2 separate regions of the Gossypium arboreum genome follow, and region 2 is linked to region 1. A link is a contact called in public Hi-C data. All regions are on one chromosome and are shown on one strand. The core of a region is the stretch at or near the end of the contact, and the rest is flanking DNA. Distances in the headings are between cores, read along the strand shown. Region 1 holds the start of LOC108475692 (glycosyltransferase BC10-like). Region 2 holds the start of LOC108474733 (caffeoylshikimate esterase).

Evidence for each region. A called contact is a pair of places that touch in the nucleus more often than the background predicts.
Region 2: a Hi-C map of leaf shows a contact between it and region 1, with 3 times the contacts expected there. The contact joins the promoter of LOC108474733 here to the promoter of LOC108475692 in region 1. A contact is called at or near these places in 2 of 5 Hi-C or Micro-C datasets (both in leaf).

What each region holds. Positions count from the first base shown.
Region 1 is chr3:10,547,179-10,550,196 of ASM2569848v2, forward strand. LOC108475692 (glycosyltransferase BC10-like) reads left to right here and starts at 1,717. Exons shown (of 2, transcript XM_017777677.2): 1 at 1,717-2,572. The coding sequence starts at 2,018.
Region 2 is chr3:10,738,614-10,741,561 of ASM2569848v2, forward strand. LOC108474733 (caffeoylshikimate esterase) reads left to right here and starts at 1,603. Exons shown (of 8, transcript XM_017776743.2): 1 at 1,603-2,034; 2 at 2,174-2,203; 3 at 2,478-2,607; 4 at 2,735-2,881. The coding sequence starts at 1,765.

The DNA of each region.
Region 1 (3,018 bases), core at 467-2,966:
CATCGTTTACTTTTTCAACCAACCAGACATACGGTAAGAGATGAACAATAATGAAGATAAACAATTGCATTAATTCTTTTAAGGATAAACATAAAAGTATCATGCGTGAAAATATTAAAAGAACATTGATAACTTTTATTAATTTATTCTTTTTTTTATCCACATTAATTTTAAAATTGAATTTTTTTTCAAGTTGATGCTTAATTTTTCTCAACTTTCTTTTGAGAGAATATTATATCATCACGTCAAGATTATATAAAAGTTATATAAAATGTTTTTTGTTACACTTAAACCTAATAATTTAATAAGGTAATGAATGTGTATTGGAGAAGTTATTTTAATTAAATATCTCCTTTTCTTTGGCATGAATATGATTAATTTTAGTTGTATTTTCCCTTGATGTGGACAGCTAATAATACAACACATTTCATCCCTTTTTTTTCATTATTTTTTCACTAGTTGGTATGGAACTCATATCTTAATCACATCACATCCTTTTTTTAACCCATACATATTAATTATATATTATTCTTTCTTTTTCTTTCAGTTTCTCTTATATTTGTTTCCTTTTCCGTCTATTTTCTAAAAATAAATAAATAAAAATATTGAATTTTTCATAACTTAATAAAATGGGTTTTGTTGGAAGAAGAGTCCTTGCAAGTTACATGAGAGTGGGAGGTCACTTTCTTTAGGCAAAAGTTATTAAAACATGACAATTGTCACAACTAATTAATTGCTCCAAATATCGCTGATTATGTGGGTACATTAACATCATGATCTTCTCCATTCACCCACGTGATTGAGTGATCGGAATGTTTGATTTGTCACAAATACTTAGCCCTCAAAAACCCCATCCCATGCATCTTCCAAGAACCTGTGTGATAATACGTAAAGACCAACTCTTGAATTTCCAGCCACTAAGTTCTCACATCCTAAACATGACTTTTTCCCAGTTATTAGTTTGAAAGAAAAATAATAATTAGAAATCGATTAAATCAATTTTAAAATATATATTTTTAATTTTTATGAATTTTTTATTTTTATCTATTAAATTACTTATTTAATTTTTTAATAATTTTATTATAGATTATAATCATATCTTTTTTAAACATGATATTTAGAATTATTAATAGTCACTCCTCAATCTTTCAATAGGAATATAATACGCTTCAATGTACTCAAATTTATGTTATCTTACATTGAAAACCGATACCGGTGAATAATGTATTAAATTTTAAACCTGGTGCAAAAGACAATGTAGCCATCGGGTTGGTCAAAGTCCAACACGCAAACCACTTTACTTGGTTGGAATTTGGAAATAGAGAAAATTCATTGATTGGCGGCGAAACATGGAAGAGTTTGGTATCTTGTTTTTGAAAGCACTTAGCCTTTTCAAATACTCGCTTCTGCATCATTAAACAGCATGTTCTGTAGCACGTAGAAAACGCTCTCTTCCCTAATTTCCTTATTAATAAGCATCAACGTAACTTAAACCCAAAATAAAGGTTCCCCCTTAAAGTTGGATTTATTAACTAATTAATTAAATAAATGGCAGTTTTGACTTTCTATTCTCTATGTGACCTTCCCATCGCTTTTTCCAGTGGTCTAGAAAGCCAGCCACCTCCTCACAATACATTCATTCATAAATTCCACTCAGCTGACTCACACGTTTCTCCATTCGTTTTGCCTCTTTCTCTTTCTAGAATTTTCATCACTTCTTCGTTTTATCGATCATCATCTGTTTTATTACAAAAGCTTTCCATTGGGTTAGTTCTTTAATAGCTAAAAAGTTATAATCTGCAAGTCCAGCTTGCTGTGTGGAATTTAGATTTCTCCCAAGTGTCTTGTTTGTTCTTTTCTTTTTGTCCATCTGCATTGGCATCTCTTGTCCTCAAAGAAAAGAACTGTCAGAAAAGAAAAATCCCTTTTCTTCTCTGCAAGGCTTTGTTTTGAGTTTCCATATATATATATATATATATATACAAAACTCTCGGACTAAACTCCCTTTTTGGCAAATATGAAGGGTGAAAACAGCAATCAATCCATCTCTTATTGGAAGCTCTTTAATGCACAAATGCATTTCTTCAATGTCCTCTCTTATTTTTTACTATTTGGGTGCGGCCTCTCTCTTGGAGTCATACTCAGTTTTCATCTCAAAAACTATTCTCTTGCTTTACATATCACACAGTTACCTTTGAGTACAAGATCAGCGTCAACATTGGCTCAGCCGCCGCCCTCCCAACCATTTAATCCGGTTTCTGGAACCTCTCATGGTGACCGCATTGGATTAACAGAATTTCTCGAGCCACCACATGTGATGCATGACATGGATGATAAAGAGCTACTATGGAGGGCTTCTTTGGCTCCTCGAATCCCACAATATCCATTCCATCGAGTTCCAAAAGTTGCTTTCTTGTTCTTGACAAAAGGGCCTGTTCCATTAGCTCCTTTGTGGGAGAAATTCTTCAAAGGGCATCCAGGGCTGTATTCCATCTATGTCCACTCCGATCCATCTTTCAACTTAACAGAGCCTGAAGGCTCAGTGTTCCATGGCAGAAGAATTCCCAGCAAGGTTAGATTTTAATTTTCCATTTCCTTTTTTTTTCATATATGTCAGCATATATTATATTCACTCTCGTCTGATAATAAATCCTGCCATTAAACAACATTGTAGATAATGGTAAAAAGGTATTTATTGTGAACATGGAAATTCAATGCGTACGCTATTTTTAGGAAGCATCTGTTTTTTGTTGTTCTTCGATTAATATTATACATGTACAAAAACACACTTTTGGGCTAATAAAACAAATATAAAATTCATTTAGGCCGGCAATGAATTCTTAAGAATTCACCATTGGCTCCAGATTTTGGCTCTATTGAAGTTGCCATTCTTTTTCGATATTTACAGTCACTTTATTTGCTTTCCCTTATTTTTGACCCTTTTTTGGATCCAAAAGGCTTTAAACTGTGTTGCCTTGAATTTCCATTAATCAAACAACTTTTTCTTAATTTAGTAGT
Region 2 (2,948 bases), core at 353-2,852, 190 kb after region 1:
CAACTCAAGCTTAGATACCAATTGTCACGGGGATAGAACTTTAATCTCGCAATCCATATGGCCTTAGGCGATCCTTTCATTTCAAACATGCCTAAGTCAGCCTAATCACCCAACAACTAGGGATTCACAAAGAATTCTTCCAAAGCACCAATTTATATAGCTAAAGAAACACAAATCAAAAGAAGGCTTATGAACAGAATATCCATAAAAAATAATGCACGAGAGGTGTTTGAGTAAACGCTCCCAAAGAATTCTATTACTCTTGAGAATTCAAGATACAATGGATGAATGGATCCAAATGGATGAATTACAAGTGAATGGGAGACTCTCTATTTATAGTTGATCTCCTCAAAACCGACGGTCTAGATCAAGTTATATCGACGAACGAGATTAAGCATATCTCTACAATTAAGGGATTTACAAGATTTACATAATCAAATCTAATCAAATGTTATCAGATATGATTTCCCTCAATCTTCCAAGATTAGTTTCCCTATTTACCAAGGTAAACTTTCTATATTTGCATCATTGGGCCACCTAGGCTTTAAATGAACAGGCTTCTTCAATAGTTTTTTTGAATCGGGCCAACTCTCTTGGGTCAAATAATCCCCCATCTAATCAATAGACCTCCATGGGATGCATATTGTGTGATGGCACGGGTTTTGAACTGCGGCCCATAACATAGTGATATACATGAACTTTAATTTTATGTTATTTTATATATGATATTTTGATTTGATTTAATTTTCACGAATTACTAACATCATTATCGATATAACATGATTTTACATTTACATACTGCATCAATTGGCGGTGGCGAAGCTAGGGAGCTGGCAGGGGCCTCGGCCCCCCTAAAATGAAATTTTTTTCTTTTAGGCCCCTTTATAATTTATAAAATTTTAAATTAGTATTTGTAAAATTACATTTAGGCCCTCCAAAAATGATAAAATTTTGATTTAGTCTTTTAAAAATTATAAAGATATAGACTATTAAAACGATGAAATTGTATTTTTACTATAGTAAAAAATAGAATTTAATTTTGGCCACCCAAAAAATTTTCTAGCTTCGCCCATGCAAATAAGTATACTTATTAAATAAAAATAATTTTAATGTGTTTATTTTTAAAATGCAAGTAATTGGATCAAAATCAAAGTTTTATGTATACATTTAAACTATAATAAAAATTTTATGTATATAACTACACAACATAAATTTTTTTGGTTGCCCAAGGCATCACTTAAGAGAGCCTAATGACTAACTCTTCGCGTTTAGTAGGCCCATCAAGAGGATAGACGCTCAACACAAATTTTAAAGCTACTCTATATCTAAGACGAAGATCAAACCCTCATCCATTGATTAAAATAAAAAAAAACCGTTACTATTTCATCTAACTCCATAGTTAAACAACATAAAAACTTACAAATCAAATTATACCTTAATTAAAAATTAAAGTATAGTTTTGATATTGATTCGTATAACTCATTGCGGTACCGGCCACTATGGTTCAGTGGATTGAAGTCACTCTTTTGGTGAGATTTAAATCAGTACTTTTCAAAGGGACTTTTGAGTATATATGTACAAAAGAAATGGAGCACGTGGACCACGAGCAATAGTTTATAGTGGGCAGCAAATGTAACATGCAATTGGCTTGGCTTTGCCCTGCTTTTCCGTCCAAATTACTACCATATAATAGTAGGGTAGTTCCAGTTTCTAGTTGACCATTTGGCGGCATTTAGAGTTGCCTGTTCCACGAAGCCACAACCCATGGATCTCTCTTTAACTTTCAGATCTCCATCACCTTTTCTTCTACCCAATTCCAAACCATCAACCCTCTCCATTCCCCTCATTTCTCTCAAACCATCGCCTCATCGCCTCACGGTGGCAGCGGCTGCAGGGAAGATGAAGATGATTGAGGGAGTCAGTGATGAATTGAACTCCATTGCTTCACAGAATCTTGACTACGCTGCTGCTCGTAGAAGAGTTCGATCTGCTTTCATCCCTGTCCACCAGCAGCTTGATCATTTATTGTTCAAGGTTTGTTTCACTTGCCCACTGATTGCGGCTAATTTAGCACTTTCATCTTTTAAATATTTTAATTTTAGCTTTTCATATACTGTCTAATGTTTGTTTTCTTATCTTTTTCTTGCGGAAAATTATGGGATTTTGCTTGTAGATGGCTCCTACTGGTGTAAGAACAGAGGAGGTAAGCGTTTATTTGATTTTTGTCTTTTGATTGCTCTGAAACTGAAGAAAAGAAAAGTAGCTCAACGTACTAGAATAAGTTACTTTGTAACTGAAACGAAGGTATAAAGTTTACAAACTTTAACTTCTGGACAAATTAGAAAAAAAAAACCTGTTTTGCCGATTATATATATGTTTAGGGAGTGGTAAGCGAGTAAATTAATCACAAATTTTCCAAACAGAAGTGTAAATTTCAATCATTTGAACTTAACAACATTGTTTTGACGTTTTTGTAGTGGATCGAAAGAAACTCAAAGGGATTGGAGATTTTCTTTAGACGATGGATGCCTGAACCCGGGGTTAAAATTAAGGGTGTCGTATGCTTTTCCCATGGATATGGTGATACTTGCACTTTCTTCTTTGAAGGTCAGCTAATCGTATCTTACAGTAATTTGAGTTGCTCCATGTTTCATGGTTTCATATTGTACTTTATTTCTGTAGTTGAACCATGTCCAAGGACTTTATTTGATTCATGGAGAATTTGGGATTACAGGCATTGCTAGGTTCATTGCAGCATCTGGATATGGTGTTTATGCTATTGATCATCCAGGATTCGGTCTTTCTGAAGGATTGCATGGTTACATCTATAGCTTTGATGAATTGGCTGACAATGTCATTGAACAATATGCAAAAATTAAAGGTATGGAATTTGTAGTGTTGGTATTGCCTTGTTTCTTAATAAGTTGTTGTACATTTTTTGCACTTTT